Linked DNA regions of Mus musculus: region 2 is linked to region 1. The links are chromatin contacts, called in public Hi-C maps. All regions are on one chromosome and are shown on one strand. The core of a region is the stretch at or near the end of the contact, and the rest is flanking DNA. Distances in the headings are between cores, read along the strand shown. Region 1 holds the start of Lrba (LPS-responsive beige-like anchor). Region 2 has its middle 21 kb from the start of Gm23025.

Evidence for each region. Hi-C and Micro-C count contacts between places; a contact is called where the count stands out from the background.
Region 2: a Hi-C map of conventional type 1 dendritic cells shows a contact between it and region 1, with 1.7 times the contacts expected there. The contact joins the enhancer-like site here to the promoter of Lrba in region 1. A contact is called at or near these places in 2 of 39 promoter capture datasets (pre-B cells and trophoblast stem cells), 6 of 484 Hi-C or Micro-C datasets (the G1E-ER4 cell line, bone marrow-derived macrophages, conventional type 1 dendritic cells and 3 more), 5 of 115 datasets of contacts at active chromatin or transcription factors (the SCID.adh cell line, bone marrow-derived macrophages, embryonic stem cells and 1 more) and 3 of 9 other capture datasets (adipose tissue, liver and pancreatic islet).

Annotation. Positions count from the first base shown.
Region 1 is chr3:86,220,912-86,227,276 of GRCm38.p6, reverse strand. It overlaps Lrba (LPS-responsive beige-like anchor), which reads right to left and starts at 2,587. Exons shown (of 57, transcript NM_030695.2): 1 at 2,523-2,587; 2 at 1,773-2,208. The coding sequence starts at 1,988.
Region 2 is chr3:86,167,107-86,173,471 of GRCm38.p6, reverse strand. No RefSeq gene overlaps it. Among named protein-coding and RNA genes, the nearest start is that of Gm23025, 21 kb to the left of the region's middle. Within about 2 kb of position 3,946, at least 46 of the 459 cell types and tissues checked have an H3K27ac peak or open chromatin away from gene starts, as enhancers often do. A contact at or near this core is called in the G1E-ER4 cell line, bone marrow-derived macrophages and conventional type 1 dendritic cells, where this site is marked.

The sequences.
Region 1 (6,365 bases), core at 1,338-3,837:
AGGACTGCCAGGGGCCCCTCTCAGCCACTCTGCCCATGCTGCTCAAAAGGGTGGATACTGCTGAAAAGGGCATACAAAGGACAGACCTTACCTCTTTGTACACTGTAAGCATGCAAGTATGACGAACCTAACCTTAAAGTCCATATCAGGACCACCCTTCAGCAAACTATTAATAAAAAATTTAGACTTTCTTTAATGATAAAAATCCAAGTGATTCCTGTTGGTCATCCACCCCATCAAACCACACTATAAAGAAGAGGAGTCTGTACCTTCCTGCCAAAGCGTGCTGTATGTCCACACAGAAACAACTAAGGATGGATGATATCACTACAAGATTTCTGTACATCCAAACTACATTAGGTTCAGAAAGAGAAACCAAGATTACATTTTAAAAAATTAGTTTTTTGTGGAAAAGGAATAGATGAATTTGCGTTTCATCTGGAAGCTCACTGTTGAAAGTTCAAACACAAGATCCCCAAAGTAGTAAAGTTGGATGATGGATACCCAGAGATCACTACACTATTCTAATATATATAATATGCATATATTATATATATGTTTCAATAATAGTTTCAAAAATGTGTATATATGTATGTATCTTTCAGTATATCAAAAATCATAATACAATAATAAAGAAATAAAATATAGCTTAAAGTTTTACGCTTCAAAAGTAAGTGCCTATACCTATATCACCTATACCTATTTTGTCATTCTATAATCTGTATTGCAAATAACCGGACTAACAGTAAAAGCCTAATGAAGGAAATAATTAACTGCCGGGAATAAAACAGTCTAACCTCAAAAATATAGAGGTAAAAAGAATGGCTACTAAACAGTTATTACAACTACTGCACATTTATATCTGGCACCTTGTATTATCTTCTAACACTGGTTGAATGAGAGAAAATTATTTTAAAACCAAACTCGGTTTCAACTCTTTTAAGTTTATAAGCAACAGAAAACTAAAGTCTAAAGGCTCCACTAAAACTAATTTCTAAAAATGGAATGGAAAAAGAAAAAAAGAAAGTATCTCATATCCACTTAAAATAAGCCATTGCCCACCATAGTATAATCAACAACTTCCAATGACCAAGTTTGTTTCAATGATAAACACAAATTTACAAAAGTATCAAGCTCACACTGTGGCTGCCTCAGGCCTTTTTCAAATTGACATTCAATTATCACAAGATAACCCTAAACCCACTGCAAAATTCAACCTTGGTTAGTTATTTCTAAAACTAAAAGTAGCCAGAATTTTAAAAATACTAATTTACAAGTTAGCCTATATCAGCACTATGAACATGAATTCTGTATTTAAAACTAACTATAGCAAAACATAACTTAGGCAAAAACTTACATTAGCTCCCAAGTCCAAAAAAAAAAAAGTCATTTATTCAAAATATTAAAGAGAAAAATCGCAGGCTTAAACATACACTCCAAGAGGAAAAAAAAGTTACATCCAAATTCTCCATTGAACACCTGACTACACACACACATGCACACACATACACACACAAATATACTTCCACATCAACACTTGCTTAATTAGCACAAAGGTGATCTGTTCATGTTCATTGAAAACCTGAAGCATCAAATTTTGCATAATTCTCTTTAAACTGAAATACAAGTAATTGCTCCATTTAGGTCAAGTAGAATTTTGTGTCTATCCGTGGAAAAAGCCATTAGATTGAGTGAAGCACATGACCCCAACTTCGTCTTGCTCCCCAACTCACCGAGAAAAGTATATGCTTATAAAATATTGATCTACTTACCAGGTTAAAGACAGTTTCTACAATATCCCTATTGGACACTTCTCCAACTTCAACCAACCCCGTCAGCACGGCGAATTTCATTCTGATGCCCCTGATGGGGAGCCCCGGCTTCAGAGACAGCGCACCCCCTTCCGTAGGGGTTTCTTCTTTCCCTCCACCTCCCCCGTCATCACCTGTTGGTGGCCGGGAAGGGGCACGATTGTCTTCACTAGCCATGACTAGTTCACGAGAAAGGACAAGTCAGAGTCACCCTGGGCCAGCAGTCGCTGCACGGAGAAGAGGCACCAACACACACGCAAACGCTAAACCAAAAAGGGTCTCTGTTCCAACTTGCGGAGAAACCCAAAAAAGCAGGAAAGTCCTTGGTCGTCGCCCTCCTCCTCTTGGAGACTATTTGTCCAATCTCTCTCCCGGAGGCTGACAACAACGCCAAAGCCTATTGGAAGATTAAACATCTGTTAAATAGGGTAGGTCTGTCGTGGGATTTTTTAGGGAGGAGAGGGAAATAGTTACTGTCTGTCAAATAAGTTACTAAGGGCACCCCAAGGGCCAGCCGGCCGGCCGCTCCTCCCGGGCTCCATCGCCCGCTCCGCCGAAGGCGGGTCCTCCAGGCCGGCGAGCAGGCTCACTCCTCCCCCCCCCCCCCCAGCCCGCGCAGGTGGTGGGCGCGGGCAGGTGCACCGCGGGGGACTGTCGCCGGCAGAGGACGGGGGGCCCCTGCGACCACTGAGGTCCAAAGTTCCTCCTCACCCGGAGACTCCGGCCTCGTCCTCACCCCCGCCGGGGCGCAGCGAGACGGAGGTGGCGGCGGAGATCCAGGGCAGGAAAAGGCGGGGGAAGGGGGCGGTGATTCTCCTCAGCGCTCGGCCCAGGGGGAGGAGTGGAGCACCTCGCCCGGGCACCTGAGCTCGGCTGAGGAGAGGAAGGGAGGTGTGTGCTGGGGCGGGAAGGCAGGCCCGACGCGCCTGCGGGGACGGGGACAGGGACCGGGACGGGACCGGGGAGAGAAAGGTCAAGGCACCTGGTCGCAGCCTTCAAGTTTCCCTAGTCCGCTCCCCGGGAGCCCGGCGGCTGCCTAGAACTCCGTGCTTCCCTAGGCCGCCCCACCCCTGCGCTCAGCCCTTGCAAACGCAGCTACTGCAGGCGGGGGCGACGCCGCGGCTCGTGCCGCCGCGGTGGCCGAGGATGCTACTGCCACAGAACGCCGGGCTACGGCGCGCGGGACTACCCCTATGCCTACTGAAGCTGCTCCTCGCCGCCATGACAGCGCCGAGGGCCGCCGGGCGCGGCGTGCGCGTGCGCGAGCGCGAGCGCGCGGGGTGGTGGGGCGGGCGAGCGAGCGAGCGGGCGGGCGCCCTAGCGGAGGCGGCTTAGTAGGGGACGTGCGGGCGGGCCCGGAGAATCGCGGGTGAGTGGCGGAGCAGAGCACGCGCGCTCGCTGGAGGTGCCACGCGGGCGGGAGCGCGCCTCGAGAGCGCGCTGCTCAGGTAGAGCCGCGAGCGGCGCGCTTTTCCCTCGCACTCTTCGCCCAGACTGTGCTTTGGCGACGAACGGGAGGCGGGTGCTGTGCAACAGCAGGTCTCTGAGCGCCGAGGGTACCCGCCCCACGTTGTCAAGGTGTCCTCGTGTTGGACTTGGAGAAGGACACCTGAGGGACTTAGGAGTCGTTGAGGTGGCGGCGCTGGAGCCTCTGGGGAGCAGTCTCCACCCCTGACTGAGCTCAGCTGCTGCCTGCCCGCCCGCGGCGCTAACTGGGAAAGATTTCCACTGGGATGCCCTGGCAGCTGCCGCTGCTCGGAGGGGAGGGACAGCGACTGGGAGGATTCCTTGCCTGGCAGCTGCCGCCCCAGCAAAGCTCTCCCACATTCTAAGGAGTAGAGGATTCATTCCTCAGACAGCTGCTCGGAGCTGTGGAGGCGGGATTCACCGGGGGGGTTGGGGGGGGGCTGGAAATGGGAAAGGGGGTTCCTCTCAATTTCCCAGTGTGGAAGTTAAGTTTGCCTCATTATAGATGCTTTTAAATATATATAAATGAGGATTTGAAGCCAGTACAAATTGTCATAGTCTAATGTTGTCATTCTCTTCACTGCCTCTGATGATGGCAAAGCATTGATCCTGGTGCATTAGTATAAAATAAAATGAACATAGAGGAGGTAGTTGTTCTATTAGTATTCTCTGGGATAAGACTTTAAAGTACTAAAATACTCCCAGGTTCCTAAAAATGACGGGATGAAGTAATCAAAGTACTCTGAAGGAATCCAAAGAAACGTAGATGAGTTTGAGAAATGAAATGGTTCACTTGAAAAGGTATTATTTGAAACATCCTTGAAAAATAGACCGTTTTAGCTGTCACATGGATACTTAAGAGAAGCAACATCAGAAAAGATTCTAGCAACGAAGTGTGTTTAGTTTATTGCACCTTTTTTAAATACTCAAAAGGAAGCTTCTTAAAAGAAATTAGGTTGCCTCAGAATGGATTTACAAATTCCAAAGATAAGGCAGACATTTTTCTAATTCTGTGAATTGCTGATTTGTGAACTTTTACTGTTAGAGTTAACATCACTGGCCACCTGTTGCTGAAATCCCTGAAGAAGGAAAACAAACAAACAAACAAATTCCTTGGATCTCAGTGTGTAAATCTGAAATAAGGGAGTGAGATGTCCCTGCAGGATCAAGAAAACATTCACTTGACCTTCTTGACCTTCTACCAATTTCTATTTTGAATGTGGGAGCCATGATTAGGCTACCAAAGTCATCTGGTAAGATTTTGCATCCTTGGATTTGGCAGATAGTTTAAGTTACTATATCTAGTTTATAGGCACTAATAATTTGTTGATGAATACCTTCTAATAAAAGCAGATGGATGGTAAGAATGAAAATGGTCACAGTCAAACCCTTTTCAAGTCACACAGTCTCAAGGATCCAGGATAAGGTACGTGTCTCATGCATTTTTGAGATTATTGGTAATGCTCCTTTACCTGGGAAGCAAAAGCTGTTACAAGACAACTACTTAACTATTTCAAAACAAATTACACACTTTAAAAAATCATTTCCCAGCACTTTTGTCACCACCTACTTTTCTTAGTAGTTTTACTGCCGAAAGAAGTACAGTAAATGCAGAAGAGAAAACTTGGGCTAGCCCAGCCCTGGTTAAAGTACAATCCCTGTAGATTGCCGTTTAGATGTACACCATCCTGAGGGATACTTTGGGCTAAACTGCCCATCAATTCATAAGCTCCTTGATGTAACTATATTGTAAATACTCTATCCTATATTAATGGGGATTAAATCAAACACTGAAGTGACCTGCTTTAATTCTTCCTGAAAGCTCTTGCTACCATTTGAATTGAGGAAAATTGTGCTACCATAGATATTTTGATATTATGAAAACAGTTTTTTATTAGTTAGATCTAATGAAAGTTAGTCTAGTCAAAAGCCTTCATATGAGCTATCTACAGCTAAGTTTATAATACGGTTTCAGCTGTATTATACACACAAGGGAGGATGTGGGGAAGAGAAAGTGAGGGGGGGGGGGTAGAATGAGAAAAATGGAGCAAGGGTAAGCTTGCCTTCTGCAAAGCCAGGTTCCAGTTTCTTGTTGCCATTTAATTTGTATCTATCTGATATCAATGTCTTGGAATTAAGTCGGAAGATTTTGATTTTTCTAATTTTCCTTATCTTAAGCATACATCAAAAACATAACAGACAACAAAAGAGAGAGAGAGAAGTCGGGTGTGGTGTGGTTCAGGCCTAAAATTCCAGCGAAGGCTTGATGACCTCAAAGTCAAGGCCTACCTGGACATTTTAATGAAATCCTATCTCAAAAAAAAAAAAGTTATAAATGTGTTAGAGGAGCTGATAAGTTGACTCAGAAGTTAGGAGCACTGTTACCACCATTTGTTAAGAGGACTGGGATTTGGGGCTGGTGAGATGGCTCAGTGGGTAAGAGTACCCGACTGCTCTTCCGAAGGTCCGAAGTTCAAATCCCAGCAACCACATGGTGGCTCACAACCATCTGTAACATGATCTGACTCCCTCTTCTGGAGTGTCTGAAGACAGCTACAGTGTACTTACATATAATAAATAAATAAATCTTTAAAAAAAAAAAAAAAGAAAGGGGTCTGGAGAGATGGCTCAGTGGTTAAGAGCACTGCCTGCTCTTCCAGAGGTCCTGAGTTCAAATCCCAGCAACCACCTGGTGGCTCACAACCATCTGTAATGGGGTCTGATGCCCTCTTCTGGTGTGTCTGAAGACAGCTACAGTGTACTCATATAAATAAAAATAAATAAACCTTAAAAAAAAAAAAAAGAAGAGGACTGGGATTCAGTTCCCAGCACCACCCCCACCCCCCAATGACTCACAACCATCTGTTACCCCAATCCCAGGGGATTTGACAGACACCCTCTTCTGAACTTTGTGGACAACAGGCATGCATGTGATATATACATGCAGGTCAAACACTCATGCACACAAAATAATAAAAATGTTTGATTAAAAAAAAAAAACAATTGGAAATATATATAGCACAGTGATAAAGAATGCTTGCCTAGCGAGTGTGAGATCCTGGGTTCAGTCCCCAATACAGAGAGGAG
Region 2 (6,365 bases), core at 2,697-5,196, 55 kb after region 1:
GCACGAGCTCTAGGGGTACTGGTTAATTGATATTGTTGTTCCTCCTATAGGGTTGCAGACCCTTTCAGCTCTGAGAGTAAGGCAGAAGCTGATGAAGCAGGACACCTGATGTTTCTGGCCTGATGGGCACACTTCATCATAGCCTTGAATCTCTACTTCCACCTCTCAAGTGCTTGGTTAACAGGCATTTGCCCATATTCAGCTTGTCTGGTTTTATTACTGGGTAAATATTGGCCTCATAATATAAATCAAGAACTATTCTTTCCTAGTTTTTTGGAAGAGCTTATAAAGAATTGCTATTGGTTATCTTTAAATGTTTGGTAGACTTCATTAGTGAAGCCATTTGGACCCTTTTCCCCCCTGGGATAAAGGGATGCTTGTTTGTAAGATTGTTTTGAGATCAGATTCTCTCACTCATGTAGCCTTGCCTCAGTCCCGCTATGTAGCCAAGGTGGACTTAAACTCCTGATCCTCCTGCCTTTGTGCTCTGGAAGTTCTAGGATTGCAGGAGGACTAAAGTTGTGTTTTAAGTTTAAATTGCAGTGCTCAAGAAATCTGTAAAACAAAACTGCCTCTACTCCATAAACTCCACTTGCTCGAGGACAGATAGCATCCTGAGATGCTGGGGCTGTTGCCATGTAAGATAGCAAGCCACAGGATGTTTCTGATTCTGTTAAACAAGCTTGATTGCCCCAGCTGCACAGGACATGCTTGATCACACATAGGCGAGAGGTGTGTCGTCAGGAAGGACATCAGGATGTATGCTTGCCCCCAATTGGACGAAGGCAAGAAGTACACAGCCTTGTAGGTTTTTCCCTTTGCAAGGCTCACAAACATCAACCTGACTTCAGGCAGCAGCACAGACAACAAACACTGGCGTGGCCTTCCGTGGTAACACCGATCATGGATATCAGCACAGCATCAGTCTGCAATGGACTAGGGACCCCCAACATAGCCTTCCATAGCAGCAGGAATCCCGGACAACAACATGGCCTCAGGTGGCATCATGGGCCACGCAATCAGTGTGCCCTGGCAGGAGCGGAGCTCATGAACACCCACATGGCTTCAGGTGGTACCATAGACCACTGAGCTTCCTGTGACTTTGGGTGGTCTACTGGCTGGTTGTGTGTGTCAGTTTGACATAAACTAGAGTCATCACAGAGAAAAGAGCCTCAGTCGAGAAAATGCTTCCATAAGAACCAGATGTAGCTGGGCGTGGTGGTGCACGCCTTTAATCCCAGCACTTGGGAGGCAGAGGCAGGCGGATTTCTGAGTTCGAGGCCAGCCTGGTCTACAGAGTGAGTTCCGGGACAGCCAGGGCTACACAGAGAAACCCTGTCTCGAAACAAACAAACAAACAAACAAACAAACAAAGAACCAGATGTAGGACATTTCTCAATTGGTGATCAATGTGGGAGGGCCCAGCCCATGGTAGGTGCTGCCATCCCTGGGCTGGTTGTCCTGGGTTCTGTAAGAAGGCAGGCTGAGAAAGCCAGTAAGCAGCACCCCTCCATGCCTCTGCACCAGCTCCTGCCTCCAGGTTCCAGCCCTGCTTGAGTTCCTGTCCTGAGTTCCTCCAACGATGGAAGAGTAAGCCAAATAAATCCTTTCCTCTCCAACTTGCTTTTTGAACCTGGTATTTCATCACAGCGATAGAAACCTTAAGGCAGGTGGTAACACAGACCACACACATCAGCATGGCCCCCAGATGCAGCAGGGCCATGGTGGCAACACAGACCTCCTGCTGTACACTACGGATATCCACTTTATCTCCAGTGGTAGTATGAGCCGCAGATATTGGCATGGTCTCCAGCAGCAGCCACACCACAGACATCCATATGACCCTTGGCTTCAACATGGCCTGGAGACGAATCAGAGACTATAGACACTAACACAGCCTATGGGGGCAACACAGACTGTGGAGGTCTTTTGAGGATGTCCAATCCAGAAAATGAACCATTTCTCATCTTGGACATTCCTTTGTTCCTCTCACAGCCAGGATGAATGTGTGGCTAGGTAGCCTGTTCAGAGATTGAGTCTAAAAACTCTAAGCTGCTACACAGCTCTCTGTCCTCCATGTCCATGCTGGCTGATCTGAGGCTCTCTGGGCTCTCAACCTTGGTGCTCGTGGCCTGCAGGAAGCACCACTCACTGCCCTCTGCTCTCCTGCCTCCCAGCAGGGAAAGCAGCTGCAGTGGCTCTATGTTGGGCATCCGCCTGTGAGCCTAGGACTGGTCCTGTTCAGTAACGGCACCTGGCTCTGCAGGACTGGCTCTTCCACGTGCTTCAGCAGCTCACTTGCAGATGAAGTAGATGCCGGGGTCAAGCCACTCAAAGTGCTGGATCTGGGCCTAGATGGTCAGCCTATGCCTTCTACCAGCCCAGGGTGCATTTCTTCATTCTTTACTTCTATTTGAACATTTGAATCTAAATATGGTCTCAGGGCTGGAGAGATGGTTCTGTGTTAAGAGCACCTGCTGTTCTTGCAGAAGACCTGGTTTTGGTTCCTGCTACCATATAGCATATGTTCACTGTCTGAATTCTAATTCCAGGGAATATAATATCCTCTTATGGCCCCCTTGGGCACAAGGCTCACACATGGTGCACAGACATATATGCAGGTAAAATACTCATACACAATTGAAAAATAAGTCCTTAAATCAGTTTCCTGCAGATGGTAAGTACATATTGCCTTTTGTGATTCAGTCTGAAATTACCTTTAAATTGTGCTAGTTAGTTCATTTACATCCAATGTTACGAATGCTGTTTTGTGCTTTTTGAGGCAGGGTCTCACTAGGTAGACATATCTATCCTGACACTTGCCAGGCTGGCCTGGAACTCACAGAGATCCAGAGTACTAGGATCAAAGGCACCTGCCACCAAAACCAGACAGCAGAGCTTTTGGCTGGGCATCTCTCCACCCTGACCTTGGGCTTCTTCTTCCTCTTCTTCTTCCTCTTCTTCTTCTTTAGATTTATTTATTTTATGTATATGAGTACACCATTGCTCTCTTCAGACACACCAGAAGAGGGCATCAGATCCAATTACAGATGGTTTTGAGCCACCATGTGGTTGCTGGGAATTGAACTCGGGACCTCTGGAAGAACAGTCCGTGGTCTTAACCACTGAGCCACCTCTCCAGCTCGACCTTGTGCTTCTTATCCTTAAGCCTCTATCTCCTGAAGGCTAGGATTACAGGCACATATCAGGAAGTTTACAAAGAGCTGGGCATCAAGCCTACTGCTCTGTGTATGCTAGGCTGGTACTCTACCAGCAGAGTTACATACGTCTCTTGCCCTAAGTGGAGGTTGGTTAAGTAATTCTTGTTTTCTATATACCAATGTGTGCTTTGACTCCTCTTACTTTTAGCACACACAAAGGTATGTGCTAAATTTCCACAGAAGGAACCTGTGTTGTTCTAAACCAATGCTTTTTCTTTTTTTTTTTTCTAGGTTCTTTCTACAGCCTTTTATTTCCTGTGTATCATAATATTCTGTCTTAACATAGAAAAACAACATGCTTGCTGGGATGAGATGGCCCTGTGAAGCTAGCCAGTTTTGAAAAATAGCAAAGAGTCAGCATGCCTTTAACATGCAGAGTAATAGACAAGCGCACACCTCCTCTCTCTGGCAGGGACAGGAGGCAATATTCCTTTGCTTTGGTCTTCACAGACGTAGGCGAGAGGCAACTAAAAATCGACCTTAGAGTCAAGGCATCCTGACTTAAACTGTTTACCCTGCCCCGCCTTTCCTGTCTTACAGAAATTCTCCAAAAGGTTCTACTGTTGGCTGTCCACAGCCGTCACCTGATCCGAACCTGGCGCTGACCACTGGGTAGCAGCCAGTGGCCTACTCTCCAGAAGCTGTCTGTGTGCTAAGCACTGCTGTCTTGTGCTTCTCTGTCTCCTCTTGTAACTCCCAGGACTGACCATCACACCAAAGACACTGCTGAGGAGACGCTCATCGGAACAGTGCTTACACAAGGTGTGAGCCTGACTGCCAACGCTGCTTACATGAATAAATAAAAATAAGTAACTAAACAAGAGAAGGAAGGAGTCTGACACTGAATACAAACACAAGAGTTTTCCCTCAGGCTCTCAGAACAGCAGCTACAGAAAAATTTAATATTTGTGCTTAAACATTTGACTCCTGGCTCCACTTCCTCCGCTGTGTGGTTTGGAGCACATCACAAAGCCCCTGAGTGTCCTTCTCTGAGTCACCCCCGGAGATTAAGTGAGATCACGTCAATGACTCTTCTACTGGCTCAGGGCTTCCTCTAGGCTATCGTTCTTTCCTATTGACAACATACAAGAAAAACACCTAATTCTCTTGGCACTGTCTTTTTTGTGTAACCATCAGAGGCTTCAGCTATTTAAAACACTTCTCATCTTGGCAATTACTGGGAAGGAGAAATGAGGAAGTAGGACTAGGGATAGAAAGCTGAGGTTATGTGATATTTCAAGAAGGAGAGATTCTATCTGCATTCATTCCCAAGGCGTTCAGAGTTGACAATTTAAATACTACCCTCATTCGGCTGATACTGAGTGTCTTTGATAATAAATAAATTCTAAAAATAAAATTAACTAAACCATCCTGGATTCTAGCGTATGCTCGAAGCTTGAGAGGAGAAGAGCCATTGGCCTGTGTGTTTTCCACTTTTAAGGATCCTTTGAGATGGGAGGGGCAATTATGATTGTCTCCATTTTACAGGGACCTAAAAGTCAGGGATCAAGTGGCTTGCCTGTGGTTACTAAGGAGCTAGTGAGGAAGCTGGAACTTAAGTCAGGTCAATTAACTGCAAATTACAGTCTCAGAGCTGTGGAGATCTTAAAATAAAGTATCTTTTGAGTGGATAAAGGTCACTACACACCTAGATAACACTTCTGAGAAAATACATATCTAATTGATTAGTAAAAAAATCTTATTGTAATAAATACAAATGCATAGATGCAAAAGCTACCATTTGAATAGGAAAGAGAATTGTGCATTTAAGGGAAGACACTCAAATAGTGTGATGGCACATGCCCGTAATCCCAGCATTTGATAAGTGAAGGCAGGAGGATCAGTAGTTCAAGGCCTGGGATGCTTAAGCCTGAGAAAGGGCCTGTATTTTCTTTAATCTTATCTCCTTATAAATAGATATATAGGTGAACAGAGTCATGCCTTTTCTTTACAGTCATTCTTTGTTCAATTTCCCTCTTGTCAAAGGCAACTTCCCCTTGCTCTAATCCTTGGGGTCAGCATTTTTTGTTTTGTTTTTGAGACAGGGTCTCATGCAGCCCCGACAGGCCTTGGACTCACTATGCAGCTACAGCTGGTCTTGAAGAACTTTTCAAGTGCTGAGAACATGGGTTGGCATTGTCATGTCTGGCTGCCAGTCTCTAAATTTTGCAGTACATTTAATTCATTTATTATAGTGTTCCACATGCTGATAGATGCATAAACTCTGTGAGCACTAAGAAAAAAATTTCATAGCTGGGCGGTGGTGGCACATGCCTTTAATCCCAGCACTTGGGAGGTAGAGGCAGACAGATCTCTGTGAGTTCAAGGCCAGCCTGATCTACAGAGCTGGTTCCAGAATAGCCGAGGATACACAGAGAAACCCTGTCTTAAAAAAAAGGCATGTACATAATCCTTATTGATATGTCATAAACATATTTTGATAGATAGCTATTAGAAATAATTTTCTGCCCCATGTGGTAGGACATTCCTTTAGAAAGCAGAGGCCGGTAAATCTCTGTGGCTATAGAGTGAGTTCCAGGCCAGCCAAGGACATTTTCATAAAACTTAACTAGGGAGCTAGAAGGTGACTGCTCTCAATTATCTGCTCCTCCCTTGTGGACAGCATCAGATTTGCTTATTTTTACCATGGCAGTGCTGGGGAAGGAAGGAATCCAGGATTTTGTGGATTCTGAGTGAGCACTCTAACCCTGCAGTATGCCCCAGCCTTAGTGACAGAATTTTTGGTGTGCACGTGGGAATTCTGTGCCAGCCTGCCTTCATTCTCAGTATGTTCAGGTACCGTGAGCAGATAGGATGTATGGAATACATGGATGGTATTCTGCAAGGAAAGGAACGTGCCTTCCTGTTTGCCTTCTCTCTCAGTGGAGCTAGTGTTGATTTTTCATCTTGGGTCACATGGATGAAAAAGCACAGAATGGCTGACACTGGAATTAGACCAATGATGTCATAGCTGTGTATGTCAGAAAAAGCATGAGACCTATGTATCACCTTGGTCTATGTATCACCCTTACATTACAGATGGCTTCTACATGGTTTCTCCCACTGTTATTTAAGTCGTTGTTGATGCTTCCCTGGAGTTGTGGAACGTGGTAGACTTAACCAAACTTCTAGTTAGTTGAATTT